Regions from separate parts of the Mus musculus genome. Here regions 1, 2, 3 and 4 are each linked to region 5. A link is a contact called in public Hi-C and HiChIP or PLAC-seq data. All regions are on one chromosome and are shown on one strand. Each heading gives the region's core, a stretch centred on a gene start, on an enhancer-like site or on the middle of the called end of the contact. The rest is flanking DNA. Distances are from core to core; before and after follow the strand shown. Region 1 overlaps Neil3 (nei like 3 (E. coli)). Region 2 holds the start of Neil3 (nei like 3 (E. coli)). Region 3 holds the start of Asb5 (ankyrin repeat and SOCs box-containing 5). Region 4 holds the start of Spcs3 (signal peptidase complex subunit 3 homolog (S. cerevisiae)). Region 5 holds the start of Vegfc (vascular endothelial growth factor C).

Region 1 (2,700 bases), core at 107-2,606, 470 kb before region 5:
AAAGATGATCTTGTCCATCCTAGACAGCTCTTCTTCCGTCTCCATAGCTCCCTTATCATTGAATCCTGCCCTTTACCACACCTCTACCACTCTGCTTAACCATGTATGTTCCTACTTCCCAGCTGGGCAAATAATAATACATCATAAAAATTATCTTTAAAGACTGTGTAAGACTATAAAAGAGGCAGCGTCACCAAACACAGCAGTAGTATTCTCATATGTAGCTTATGCTTGCTATGTATTAAGAGCTAACAATCAATTATATAGGCACTTAGAAAGGGGATGTGATCACCAAATATTTAAACATTTTGGAAGGATTCATGACAGTTAAGGGAGTTGGGAGATTTTTGTGTGTAGATTTAGATCAGTGTTTTGGGGGCTTCTGAGGCTTTTAAGCTTTCTCTCTCTCTCTCTCTCTCTCTCTCTCTCTCTCTCTCTCTCTCTCTCTCTCTCTCTCTCTCATTGAAAACTAGACTGAAGCCTTGCTAGGTAAGTATGCTACCATGAAGATCTAACCCTAACCCTTGAAATAACTGTAAATTAAAACAAAACAACAAAAAAAATAGTTAATATAAAAAGTGCTCAGATATTGAACAGAAATAGAGAATATATTTATTCACAGACATGTCTAAAATAGGGGAAGTAGTGTTAGTTTTAAAATTTTAGAAATTATATCTGCCTTGTTTTTCAATGTTTGAACGGTTCTGCAACACCTTAAACTGAAAGCCAGCATATAAAACAGAATCGGGGTGGGTTAGAGGAGAGGGATTACAAGCTCCCCAACACTTCTAGTGCATCCCAGCTCACAGTTAAATCGAAATCTCTTTCAGAACTCTGTGAGTCTTTAAAACCTCATTTCTAAAACCCCTTGGAATTCTGTTTCTATGATTAAATGCCATTTACTTGACTACTTGGAAGAAAATGGAAAACTTTAATCTCCAATGCTGCAAAAATAATACAGATGCTGGAAAACACAGAGCATTAATCACGTATTTAATAGGCAAATAGACGGAAGATCTTCAGTGTGCTTGGTACTGTGTTACGTGCACAGAGTCAAATAAAGTAGTTAGAAAAGTAGTCTTGTTATGAAAAATAAAACCAGAAACCCATAAAACAAAAAATAGTTAATTGTCTACTATTTCCTATTATGTGATACTAACAGCTGATGGGAGGAGGATATAAAACTATTTAAAGTTGTGAGCCAGAGTGAGAGTTTCACAGAAACAGAACACTGGGAGAAAAGTGAGTGGATGCGGACACATTTATGAAAATGCAAGTCATGCCTCTGTTTCTCCACAGATACAATGGCCTACCCTCCTCCTCTGGTCTTGCGCAGCTCAGCAAGGCCTACTTCCTTCCTCTTCTCAACCACACCATTTTGTTTCCTCCTACTCAAAAGCAATCGGTCACCTCTGGTCTGCTTCACCTATTCTCAGCGAGCTGAGCATTTTAGGCTTCACCTACAACTACCTTGCTGGTAACTCTCGGCCATTACCCACCTTGGTCCTTCCTGAACAGTCTCCTACCACATCACGCAAAAATCTTCCCCCTTCTATCTCAGCTTTCCCAAAGTCGGTATTTCTAATATTTGGGTTTTGGGGTTTTGCAGCATCCTACAAATTAGATCTGTGACAATTCCTATCAACTTTAAAAGCTAATGATTCTGCTTCTCGTTCTAATGCCTGACTCTTGAGCTGATAACTATATTCACTCATTCATCTGCACTGGTTCTTATGGGTGATTTCAGTTTCAGGGTTCTGTGCTATGTGCAACCGCTAGCCGGTAGTCAGTCCTTCAGATACATGCTCTGCCTATTAGCTGCTAAGAAAGAGAGTCTCAGTCAGACATCTTACCATACTTGAACACATTGAGGGTTTTCTTTCTGACAGTGAGGACAGAAATATGTCATCCTGCTGTTCTCCCCAAAGCGACACACAGTAATTTTGCTGTGGCACTGATCACAGTTAGGACGCTTGTAAACCTTACAGTGTTTAGAAATGGCAGATCCTGCTTTACAGCACTGAAAAAATAAATAAATAAACAAATAAATAGAATTATGATGTTATGCTCAAAACTGTTGTTATAAGAGACAAAGGCATATGAGGATATCAAGTCATCTCCAAAAATGTCAAGAATTTGCACATTGTTCCATATAACTTTCCATATAATATAGTAAAAAGTATTGACAAAATCCAGTAATGTCTATCAAATAAGGTTTGTATGAAATAATAGAGTCATTATGTTTTAACTTATTAGTATTCCAAACTGTTCCCTGCTGTATCCTCTTATCTAAATGATATATAAAAGTTCTATATTTTAAAATGTCTTTTATGCTTTTAAGGCTTCCTTAATTAAACATAATTACATGGTTGCAAGAAAAGGGCTAGATTAGCTTCAAATCTGATTGCTTTTAGAACGAGGAAGCTGCTCTCTCAGATTCAACGGCCAAAAAACTTATTTTTAGGGGATAAAATTTAACGAGAGCATTTTCTTTGTTGGCCTGATAAAGGGCCTTTTTTTTTTTTTTTTTCTTAACTCTAGAGATTTGCTAGAAAGAAAATAAAAACTCAAATACATCCTAACAAAGAAATGTTCTGTTTGGTATCAGCTTCATTTTAAGAGACACTTTCATTTTTCTGCTATAGTTTTATTCTATACACACACTTTTTAAAGCACCGACAAAGACAGTATTTTTGGTTT
Region 2 (2,700 bases), core at 197-2,696, 440 kb before region 5:
TGTCCTAAGAGAGAACCACACACTTCTGAGAACTTACCACTTTGTACTTCACTGTGTTACCCTTTACTGAATGGCCATGTATTTTCCCAGCTACAACATAAAGACAAATGTATTTTCACCCTCCTGTACTTTGAGAGTATGCAAAATTTTGCTGAATGAGTGATCTTCGTCAAAACTAATACTTTAGAGAAACCATTAGCATAGATCTCTATAGTACTCTGAAATAATTTCGAGAAACATAATTTTTTAAAAAGTACAGAGCACTTGTTGACACACCAAGTCAAAATAAATAAAAGCATAACTGTTAAAAGATCCAAACCTTTTTTTTTTTCCTCCCTCAGCTTGAAAATACATCTTCCTTGTTTCTTTCAAGTTGGGAGCATATGCTAATTGCATAACAGACAACTTCTTTCCTAGACCAAAGGCTATGAGGGAGCTTTGCAGGAGAAATTGAAGAACAGCACAATATTGCATGTATCCATGAAATACAATTAACCACACATCTAAAGGGCCTTAAAAGCCTGGTCGTTTAATCAGAATATTTTTAGTATAGTTCTAAGTTCTTACCAAATGACTATCCAGCCATCAGCAATGTATGCCTGAGTGGCAAACTGTGCTACGATTTGCTTTCAAAAGAAATAAATTCACTTAAGGAAACCAGAACTAGCTTTTACTGCCCCTTCATTAGATGGCAATATTCAGCTGAGTGAGATGTTCGTGCTAAATTTTCCATGTGCAACGTTAGAATTATATACTACTGATCAACTGCAGAATTTGGGGCTGGAAAAGGGCTAAAAGTCTATGTTACGAGTTCAGTCTTACAACGTGGAAAGAAAAACATACCAGACTTCGCACAAATCCGATGATAACGTCAGTGAATGTAGACGGTAAACAGCAGAAAGCATCTTTTGCTGACTGCCTGTTAACAGGGTTGGAACAAAACGCCTTCGGTGGATCTAGCACTGGCACTGTTAGACAGCTGCTAGAGCTAAGACTCACTTCTCAGGTTAAATAAATGTCGGGAAACACAGGCTCTAGGTCTTGGGAACCAGAGTAGATTGGGGATCCCAGAACCTGGGTGGTGTTTTTACTCCACTTCCCGCTGCAGCTTCCAAGCAGGACACAGGACTGACTTACCGAGGTAGCGACATCAGCCAGGGAGGCGGCAGGGGACATGGCAGGGCCCAGGAGGCTCTGCAGAGCTGTGCCCCGCACACCAGTCACCGCCTGCCCCGGTAGCACTCGTGCCCGGATCTTCTCTCCATTCAGTGTACACCCTGGCCCTTCCACCATCTCTGTAGCCCGCCCGGAACCCCTGCTAGTTGCAAGGCCTGACTGGAAAACAACCAGGCAACTTCACTTTCCTGCTGACCCACACTGGGCGGGAAGTTCAAATCTCCCGCGCGCCCCGCCCCGCCCAGCCTAGGCTTGCCCACCAGCAAACCCCGCCCATCTGCGGCCAGGCCACGCCTAGGTGGTGCGGACTCTGCTCTGGGATCCAGGCAGCCCACAGAACTCAGGGCTCTGCAGGTCTCACACTTGTGTCATCGGTATTTCCTGAGCCAGTGCACAGTGAAAGGAGTCACAGAACCCGGCTCAGTGTAAAAACTCAGGAAACTGGGAGTTGAAGACTAAAAACTACGTTCGAACTACTCAGCCCATACTTTTTGAGCTGAAATCGATCACATTAAAACAACGTCAAGTTTGCGGTTTCATAAAAGCCCAGCACTGTACTGAAGTAAAAGTGGAAAACTAAATGTGGAGATTTGTCTAGTTGGCTTTCCAGTGTAGGATGATGAATGGTTACATTTGTCTACATCAGACTCGGGACTGTCTGGACTCTATATTCTGTTAACTAAAATTCATTTCTGATCTCTGTCCTTTGATGGAGAAAAGTCTGAAATAGCCCTTTCCCTTTCACCTCTGTATTGTTTATTGCTATCTAAAGAATGACATCATTTATTATTTAGAAATTTCTGTGAGTTAGAAGTTGGCAAAGTCCAGCTGGGTGGTTCTGGCTCCCCAGTTCTCTAAAAGTTACAAGGTAGGTTTGGTTGTAGCTAGGGGATCCTCTTTCAAGAGGTTCATTTACATGGGCTGGTAGCAAGAGGTCTTATAGTTCTGGCCATAGACCTGCTTAGCTGTGCTCTAGGTGTGATTGCAGATCACACCAGAGGAAGAACACAATTGCAATACAACTTATTACCTAGCAGCTGTTGTAACCTGTGAGTTACAATCCCTTTGCGGGAGTCAAATGATGCTTTCACAGGGGTCACTTAAGATCATTGGAAAACACAAATATTTACATTATAATTCATAACAGTAATTACTGTTAAGTAGTAACAACTTCCGTGTGAACAGTAATTCTTGCAGTAATTCTTTGTTTGTTTGTTTGGCTTTTTTTTTTTTTTTTTTTTTTTTGGAGACGGTTTCTCTGTATAGACCTGACTGTCCTGGAACTCACTCTGTAGACCAGACTGGCCTTGAACTCAGAAATCTGCCTGCCTCTGTCTCCCAAGTGCTGGGATTAAAGGCATGTGCCACCACTGCCCGCTCTAAAATCTACTTGCAACATTTAAATGACTGGGATTTTGTGATGTTTTCGATAAAAACATCTCCCATAGTCCTGGATGGAGTAGCATTATTAGGAGGTATGGCCTTGATGGAGGAGATGTAGTCTTACTGGAGAAAGTCTGTCAC
Region 3 (2,700 bases), core at 9-2,508, 470 kb after region 5:
CCAAAATGAGAAGACCTTATACCTGGTGATGTAAACATACATCACAATATTTTGTATTCGTGCATTTTTCAGTTAAATTCTTAAATATTGACAGGAAAAGTATTATTTCAAAAGAAGAAAAGGAAATAGAAACAAAGGAATTTATGAAAACAAAGGCACTGCACATTATGTTTCTAAATTATTCTATTTCTTTTGTAATCTTTTATATGTGGTTGTACTTAAGACTAGCCATATATGCATAGGATACCCAAATAAATTTTATCCCTGAAAATATCATAGTTATCCAAGACTATAGGTACAAAAAGCACCTTTTGTGTGTACTGTAACTAGATCTATTATTAAGTTTAATTTGGTTGGTTTTGCAGTTTTGTTCCATGGTTATATTTGTTTAATAATTCTTTTGTGTTTTATCCCCCACCTCCAGGAAGCTCTCTCAGACTTTCCTGTCAGCGTTAGGTCCCTTTTGGGTATGTTGCCATGATGCTTTTTGTCTTTTATTTGTCTGAGGTCTTGCATTTTCTCCTGTAAAACTATGCTACACTAGTGGCAGGGACAGTTAGGTCTTCTTGGTCTATTTAACATATAGAAAGCAGCTGATAGTTGTTTTAAAGTATTACACTGCTGGTGTAAATCTATTAGTAGATGATGGGACAGTCTAATCAGTCATAAAAAATATTGTGTAACAACTAATTCAATGTAATCATTTATTTCAATGAGTCCTCATTCAGGTCATATCCGTGACCTATTTAATGATTTATTTCATGGTTAATAAAGTTAGAGTTGAGTTAGAATATTTGACGTCTCTTCAATATTATGAATATTATTACATGAACTATGTGGATAAAATACACAAAAATGTACAATTTTTCTATTTAAAGTTACATTCATTTATTATTGAGTGTGTGTGTGTGTGTGTGTGTGTGTGTGTGTGTGAGTGTGAGTTGCGACCCTCCTTCCCCTATGTGGGGCTCAAGAGATGGAACTCAGGTCTCCAGGCTTGGTGCCAGGTGCATTTACTGAGCCCAAGTTGGTCTTGATAATTAAATACCAAAAAAGGAAATCATCGGCCTTAGTTATTTCAATATTCGACTCCTGAAAGCCAGAACCGAAAGAGGGTGTATCATTTTATACTGAGAATGGAAAGTCAGGAGGCTTGCGAAACGTGATTCGGCTGCTCCCATGGAATATTGTCAGACCAATAGGAGCTGGTGAAGAACTTTTATGGACAGTATAAATAATTTGAGCCTTAGACATCATTACCAGTTGATATTTTCTTCCCTTCGGACCAGCTGTTCAAGAGCATCCCGGAACAGAGCCAGACACAGTTGAGACTTGGCTGGGACCTAACACTAGGGCAGATTTCTCTGCAACAATGTCGGTGTTAGAAGAAAGCCGGCCATTTGCTCAACAGCTATCTAATGTCTATTTTACGATACTCTCCCTCTTCTGTTTTAAACTTTTTGTGAAGATCAGCCTTGCCATCCTTAGTCATTTCTACATCGTGAAAGGCAACCGAAAGGAAGCCGCAAGGATAGCAGCTGAGTTTTATGGAGTAAGCCAAGGACAAGGTATGTTTATGATAGCAGGCTCCTGTTTCAAGTTGAGTAGAACTATCATTTGATCTGCAATCCAAGAAAACATCACAGGTTCTCTTTATGGGACATTTTGTAAACTTCAGTGGAAGGAAGTTCTTGTAACTTACCTCATTGACTTCATGAAAAAGAAAGTTGCTTTGCAGTGTAAATGTCTGAGCAGTGTGAAAATCCAGCATTAAGTATAGAGGCCCTCATCTATTAGTAAACATTTAAAAACTTTAAATATTTCACTTTCCATATCATTGTTTCAGAGAATAATGAAGAGATAACTGATTTCTTATGTCTCCTTTAACATGTGTTAGTATTGTGATATTTTAAACACTATACTGAGTTATGTATTGTGTCAGTCCTGGTGATGCAACGTGTACTCCCAGCCACTCAGGTGGCTGAGGCAGGATTGTAACCTGAAGGCCTTTCTTCAGTGAGTTCAAGACAAGCTGAAGTAGTTTCCTGAGACCCTGTCTCCCTTGAGAACTGGATTGAGGCAGGGGTGGGGTGGGGGTTACAGCTCAGCAGGAAAGAGCTTGCCTAGAACGTGAAAGGCCATAGTTCTCAGCACTGAAAATGTAATTAAAGTAAAATAGTTGTTATTAAAAGTAGAAGATCTCAAAATCACTTTCCATTACAATTTTATAATTTTATTGTTTAATAAGACAACAATTAATATTTTCAGCATATATTTTTCTAAAAGGATTGAAACAGCTTTGCTTGGATTGTGGAAATCATTCCTTACAAGATGGGATCATGAATTAGCAAATTTGATATTTGTCCAGCCAGATGCATCTGTGCTTCTTAGAGTAAATCTGAAATCTGAGATGAAATGAAAACTGGTAATGGTACTACTACTTATAGATTTTAAATTTTGTAAGACCGTTTACTGGAGCAATATTCTAGATAGCAAAAATGATTCATGTGTTGGTTGTAAAAGTGACACTTTAATTTCTTGTAATCTTTCTGTTTATTTCTGGTTTGGGATTAATCAAGATCTGCACCAACTTTGTGAACCTTGATGCCTCCTAGGCAATTTAAACATTCAGAATCAAAACGTAGCATCACACAGTTAGAAAATGTAGCATTTTTAGAAAGAGCACTTTATGTTTAAACC
Region 4 (2,700 bases), core at 156-2,655, 450 kb after region 5:
CAGTCAGTGGTTTTCATCTGCCTAACGAGGAGCCCTGAGAGAACACAAGGGAAGAGAAAAAAATAAAACTAAAAAGAAAAACGGAAACACAAATACTTTATGCGGAGCAGGCCACAAGATAATCTGGAACGCAGCACCTGATTATAAGCACATGCCATATGTCAGAGCCAACATGCACTTTCCACAATTATCTGAAATCCATACAACAATCCTTCCAGTGACTTTCTTCACTTACAACAAATGTTAACACCTGCGACTGCAAGAAACCTGTTTAAGATCACAATGTTTAATATGTTTCAAGTTTATCTAGGTCACCACAGAAGGTGATGGCAGGGCCGGTATCTAAGCTACGTCTATTTAAATCACCAATAGTACCTAACAAAAAGTGTTGGGGATAAAAATGAAAAATCAAAAGCAGCAGCAGTAGTAAGAGGAGACACTTACTGGTGATTCTGACAAACAAATTAGTAAACCAAGGCTAAAAGAACGGGCAGATTGTAGAGGACAGTTCACACAGAGCATACAGGAATTAAAACCACTGCGTGAAAGATAAAAGTGCCAGAAAAATGGAGGGAAATGCTATAAATAAAACAGGCAGTACGGGAAAAGAACAGTCATTTCGAAATTCTATTTTTAATGTCTCCTAAGACTTATTCAGGTTGCTGGCTAAAGAATGACGTTAAAAATAACAAGAAACTGGGATGTTTAAACCGCCCCTGTGCATCCTGCACATCCTAACTTCAAGGCAGCAGCTGCCAAGTAGTGTGTCCACGAGGGACAGACAGACGTCTTCAGGGACTGTCAAAGAGAACCAACTGGGGCTGGACGTGACACCAGAGCCACCCACCGAGGCGCCTGGATGGACACCCAGGCCAGGGGGGACTGGGGACTGGCTGAGGTCCCCACGCGCGCTTGCAGGCGGGGAGGCGCCGGGCGGAAGCGCGGGTGTGGGTGTGCTGTTGTGTTGCTCCCTCATTGGCCCGGGTGGGTGAGGGACGTGCAGAACAGGAAGGAAGGGGAGCGCTGACCCAGGCCACTCGGGAGACGACCGCGCAGGGCTGGGGTCTGAGGGCCCCGGGACGCGCGTCCGCGGAGTGGACGGCCCGCGGCGAAGCCCTCGGGGACCGCGCACACAGCCCCGGGCGGGGCCGGCCGGCCGGCCGCACTCACAGCATGATCCGCGAGACGTGCAGCCGCACTGGGACGCTCCTGTCTTTGAAGGCGGTGGTGATGAAGCAGCCGAAGGTGAGCGCCGCCATCACGCTCAGCGAGAAGGCGAACAGGGAGTTCGCGCGCGACAGGACGGTGTTCATCGTGGCGACCTTTCCCTCCCGGGCCCCGGCTCCCACACTCGCACTTCAGGCTCTGCTTCCCGCGGCCGACCAGTCCCCGCCCACCCGCGCATCGGGTGCGCACGTCCCGCCCCGCCCCCTTTCCGGTCCTCCGACGGGAGCGCGCACGCTCCCACACCCTCTGGGTCCCACCCACTGGGCGGCCGTGCACGCGCCGGAAGGCGGTGCTTTCAGTGAATCCGCCAATCATCAAAGAGCACGGGGGTTGGGCTTTGCCACGGGGGTGTGGGGGGAGACCCGCCTCCTCCACTGCTCAGTTGTTCCATGGCCTCTGTGGCTTGGTAGGGAAGTAGCATTTTGCGAGTTGACCTTCAGTTAAGTTTATAGGGACAGCGGCCCCTTAACTGTTCTGTGGTAGTCACTTTTCAAAACGCGTGGTCCCAGCTCACCTCTATCAAAGCTGGTAAAGTTGGACATTTTTGGAAAGGAGGAAAAATGAAATCAATCAGGCACCTAAATAGCAGTCAGGGACACCAGTGTTGGTATGCAGCCTTCGCACTAGACAATTAGTCAAATCCCTGTTGCTTTGCTTTCAACAGAGAACCGAACCTCTACTTAAGTTACGTGTTTTATACCACAATCCCAAATATTTCCACTTATCCAAAATAGGTTGTTGTACAACAGCTGCTGTAAACCATGAAACGGTGTTAATGAGAAACTGATATTGATTAAACTCCTCTCAGTCATTACCATGCAATTAATTTTCATACAGCATACAGGCAGGATCATTAAGAATTGCCTAGTGCATATTCTAGGCCTCGAATGGAGAGTGTAACAGAATAGACCCTGGCTCAAATAGAATAGAGCCAATAAATGAAATATGTAGCAGTTATAGTCAGAGTGGTCTTTAGATGTGTTTAAAACCTTGGTTATTCAATCTCTCGGGTAGCCACACTGTATTCAGTGAAGGAAGGTTTTAATAAATAGTTACTGTGCTGCAAGTGAGACACAAAAGTATATTGATCACTTTGTATAAACCCTACTGAGGTTTATAACTGAGTAAAGTTATCAAAATCAAAGCAGCAGCTTAAATTATAAAACAGGTATAAATACTGAGGGATGCTACATAGTGCTAGAGACAAAATGAGGAAGCCATGTATGTGGTGAGACAGAACAAATCAACCCACACACTACCTAGTATTATTACTATAGAGTAACTTAGAGAAAGGATGCCTCTTGTTACAGATGATGAGTGCCAGGATACATGCTATGAAATATACTGAACACTTAGAGGTATATGTAAGACACACCCAATAATCTGTTCCCAGTAGGTAAAGAAGTACCTGTGAAACAAAAGACTGAAGTGTACCTGGGAAAGTAATGGCCTGTTGGATGCTGTGGAGATATT
Region 5 (2,700 bases), core at 142-2,641:
TTTGTAGAGGTATTTAAGCACTCACGGAAATGTTGGGCAAGGAGACCTCCAGATCATATTATTTGAATTACAAGGAAACGTCTTTCCTCCAACGACAATTTTGTGGCTTTTTAACATTAGTGCACTTAGTATAGTTTTTGAATAGGCAAGACCTTTCATGTCTCTATGCTGTTGATGCAGCTTAAGTGGAACTTCTGCCATCTGCCCACCTGCCCAGGAAAGCAGATGCCATCACCAGGAAGACAGCAGAGTTCCTAGGTGCTTTTCCAGAGAATAAATGCATCACTGCTGTTTGCTCTTTCAGCATATAAATTGTCCCATTTCATTCTCTTTCTCTTGCAAATGGAAGGTGTGTCTTGCAGATACAGTTTGGGTGTGTCTCTATCAATGTTCTTTAAGATTCTGGACCATCTGTCCTTCAGATGGAACTTTAGGTCTTCCGGAAGATCACTAAGATCTTAGCATGAATGACTTGCCCTGTATTCTGAGATGTCCCTCTTTGCATTCTTGCTTCAAGTAAACCAGAAAACAGTGGAGGTGGTGGTGCTGGGAAGGGCACTATGGCCCCATAGGTCTCTGCTATAATGTTGATCTTTTTCTCTGAAGTGTTTTAGAAGTCTCAGGCTGGTCCCAAACTTCTCAGGATAAAGAATGTCTGGAGAAGGATTTTACCACAAGGGGTTGCCAGGGCCAAAGCGTGCGTCTCCTACCCACTGTACCTGCTCCCCCCTCCCCATCTTTCTAGCAGCTGAGCTCAGTCATGTGGCCCCTAAAACTGGTCCTGCAGAGAGAGTCAAGCCCCCAGACCTGACTTGAGCCCCTGCCTCCCCACCCCGACACCCCAGCAGAGCCCAGAGAGAAGGGCAGAGAAAGGGAAAGCGAGGAGAGTGGATGGAGGTGGGGCTGGAGGAAAGCGTGGGGCTGGAGGGAGCAAGCTTCCTAGGGAAAGAGAGGGGAGGGCTGACTGGGCTCGGCACGCTCCCTCCCTCTTGCCGCTTTCTCTCACATAAGCGCAGGCAGAGGGCGCATCAGTCATGCCCTGCCCCTGCGCCCGCTGCCGCCGCCGCCACCGCCACCGCTCGGCCCCGCGCGCGCAGGAGGCTCGAGCGCCCGGGAGCTCGCGGGCCTCGCCGCCGCCGGGCGCCCCGCCGCCCTCCTCCCGCCCCCCGGCTCCGCCGCCACCACCGCCTTCTCCCGCGGCTCCCGCGGCCCGGCTCCTTTCACTTCGGGCGAGGGGAGGGAGGAGGGGGGACGAGGGACCCGAGGGCTCTTCGGGACGAGTGGAACATCGCGGGGTGACTGGGCTTAACCACCCCACCCCCTCTTCTTTGCAAAACACCAAAAACAAAACCGCGATCGGCGGAGCCGGCGCCCTCGCTTCACCTCGCGGGCCGCCACCGAGGGCAGTTCGGATGTCCGGTTTCCTGTGAGGCTCGTACCTGACACCCGGGAGCCTCTCCCCCGTGAGGGCTGCCAGAGCCGAGGGCAAAAGTTGCGAGCCGCCGAGTCCCGGGAGACGCTCGCCCAGGGGGGTCCCCGGGAGGAAACCACGGGACAGGGACCAGGAGAGGACCTCAGCCTCACGCCCCAGCCTGCGCCAGCCAACGGACCGGCCTCCCTGCTCCCGGTCCATCCACCATGCACTTGCTGTGCTTCTTGTCTCTGGCGTGTTCCCTGCTCGCCGCTGCGCTGATCCCCAGTCCGCGCGAGGCGCCCGCCACCGTCGCCGCCTTCGAGTCGGGACTGGGCTTCTCGGAAGCGGAGCCCGACGGGGGCGAGGTCAAGGTAGGTGCAAGGGACCCCGTCGGGTCGGGCTGAGGATCCGAGGCTCCCAAGTCCTGGACTGTGTGTGGGCTTGGCTTTACTGGGTGTACAGAGAACCTGCCGTGGAGTGTGTGTGCATAATTATTTATTTAACCTTTGGATCCAAAGTTAGAGATTGGTGCACGCTTGCTTGGAGCAAAGTTTCTCTTCTTTTTTTCTCTCCCCCAGTGGAAAGCTGTTACTAGAAAGGAAAGCAACTTAGAGGAGGGAAGGGCCCAAGAGGTGTTCAGTCACACAGATTCCTTCTCCTTCATAGTGGTCTCCTGCCAACAGAGGAGTTTGCACCCTGCCCCAGTGGCATGGCTCCAGAGAGAATTTCATTGCTGTAGGAAATGCTCTTTTCTTTTCCTGGCTGGTTTTGGACTCCAAAGAGCTTCTGGGGTGTGTGACCAGACAACGGAGTTTTATGCTCCTGGAGTTTGCATAGCAGGGGCCCCAGGCTCTGTGAGCTAGTTTGGAAAAAGTGTGAGTAAATTTAGAAACTGGGCTTAAAGGTTTTGGATTTCAGAATTAACTTGAACTTGGTCAAATCCAAGATGTAACAGAAATTGGAATCTTCTAAACTTTATCAATTCTTTTCCTAAACAGTGGCTATAAGATTAAAAAAAAATCAAAGTATCAATTAGTTTGTTTTATTTTGTTTTAAAGAGAAATAGCATCTTTCCTGAACACGTTAAGGGACTTTTGAAGACATTCCGATTGTCTGACTCAGTTATCTTATCTTGTGTACTTCTCACTTGAACCTTCTAAAGAATATGTTTATAACATCTTCAAGTTTATACTTGGCGTAATAGTTGGGATCTTGAACTCCTGCAAAAGTTTTGTGTTTAAGGCACTGCGAAGCCCCCTGGCTGGAAGCAGACTGAAGTGGTTTAT

What was found. A called contact is a pair of places that touch in the nucleus more often than the background predicts. HiChIP or PLAC-seq counts read pairs in DNA pulled down with a chosen protein or histone mark.
Region 1: an H3K4me3 HiChIP or PLAC-seq map of bone marrow-derived macrophages shows a contact between it and region 5, with 4 times the contacts expected there. The contact joins the enhancer-like site here to the promoter of Vegfc in region 5. A contact is called at or near these places in 1 of 39 promoter capture datasets (neural stem cells), 2 of 484 Hi-C or Micro-C datasets (adipose-derived mesenchymal stem cells and uterus) and 5 of 115 datasets of contacts at active chromatin or transcription factors (the 230-238 cell line, bone marrow-derived macrophages, cardiomyocytes and 1 more).
Region 2: a Hi-C map of the MC38 cell line shows a contact between it and region 5, with 6 times the contacts expected there. The contact joins the promoter of Neil3 here to the promoter of Vegfc in region 5. A contact is called at or near these places in 5 of 39 promoter capture datasets (the 3T3-L1 cell line, cranial neural crest, pre-B cells and 1 more), 2 of 484 Hi-C or Micro-C datasets (the MC38 cell line and cerebellar granule neurons) and 5 of 115 datasets of contacts at active chromatin or transcription factors (the NIH/3T3 cell line, cardiomyocytes, fibro-adipogenic progenitors and 2 more).
Region 3: a contact with region 5 is called in an H3K4me3 HiChIP or PLAC-seq map of bone marrow-derived macrophages, with 4 times the contacts expected there. The contact joins the promoter of Asb5 here to the promoter of Vegfc in region 5. A contact is called at or near these places in 1 of 39 promoter capture datasets (liver), 1 of 484 Hi-C or Micro-C datasets (muscle stem cells) and 1 of 115 datasets of contacts at active chromatin or transcription factors (bone marrow-derived macrophages).
Region 4: an H3K4me3 HiChIP or PLAC-seq map of bone marrow-derived macrophages shows a contact between it and region 5, with 5 times the contacts expected there. The contact joins the promoter of Spcs3 here to the promoter of Vegfc in region 5. A contact is called at or near these places in 6 of 39 promoter capture datasets (the 3T3-L1 cell line, cranial neural crest, hippocampal neurons and 2 more), 3 of 484 Hi-C or Micro-C datasets (all in embryonic stem cells), 6 of 115 datasets of contacts at active chromatin or transcription factors (astrocytes, bone marrow-derived macrophages, cardiomyocytes and 2 more) and 1 of 9 other capture datasets (adipose tissue).

The regions. Positions count from the first base shown.
Region 1 is chr8:53,603,780-53,606,479 of GRCm38.p6, forward strand. Neil3 (nei like 3 (E. coli)) reads right to left here. Exons shown (of 10, transcript NM_146208.2): 6 at 1,854-2,020. Among named protein-coding and RNA genes, the nearest start is that of Gm39181, 21 kb to the left of the region's middle. Within about 2 kb of position 1,357, at least 31 of the 459 cell types and tissues checked have an H3K27ac peak or open chromatin away from gene starts, as enhancers often do. A contact at or near this core is called in bone marrow-derived macrophages, where this site is marked.
Region 2 is chr8:53,637,619-53,640,318 of GRCm38.p6, forward strand. Neil3 (nei like 3 (E. coli)) reads right to left here and starts at 1,447. Exons shown (of 10, transcript NM_146208.2): 1 at 1,138-1,447. The coding sequence starts at 1,293.
Region 3 is chr8:54,549,073-54,551,772 of GRCm38.p6, forward strand. It overlaps Asb5 (ankyrin repeat and SOCs box-containing 5), which reads left to right and starts at 1,259. Exons shown (of 7, transcript NM_029569.3): 1 at 1,259-1,568. The coding sequence starts at 1,373.
Region 4 is chr8:54,528,593-54,531,292 of GRCm38.p6, forward strand. It overlaps Spcs3 (signal peptidase complex subunit 3 homolog (S. cerevisiae)), which reads right to left and starts at 1,406. Exons shown (of 5, transcript NM_029701.1): 1 at 1,171-1,406. The coding sequence starts at 1,313.
Region 5 is chr8:54,076,141-54,078,840 of GRCm38.p6, forward strand. It overlaps Vegfc (vascular endothelial growth factor C), which reads left to right and starts at 1,392. Exons shown (of 7, transcript NM_009506.2): 1 at 1,392-1,785. The coding sequence starts at 1,639. It overlaps Gm33153, which reads right to left. Exons shown (of 1, transcript XM_006509526.4): 1 at 1-2,700. The coding sequence starts at 1,633. The coding sequence ends at 794.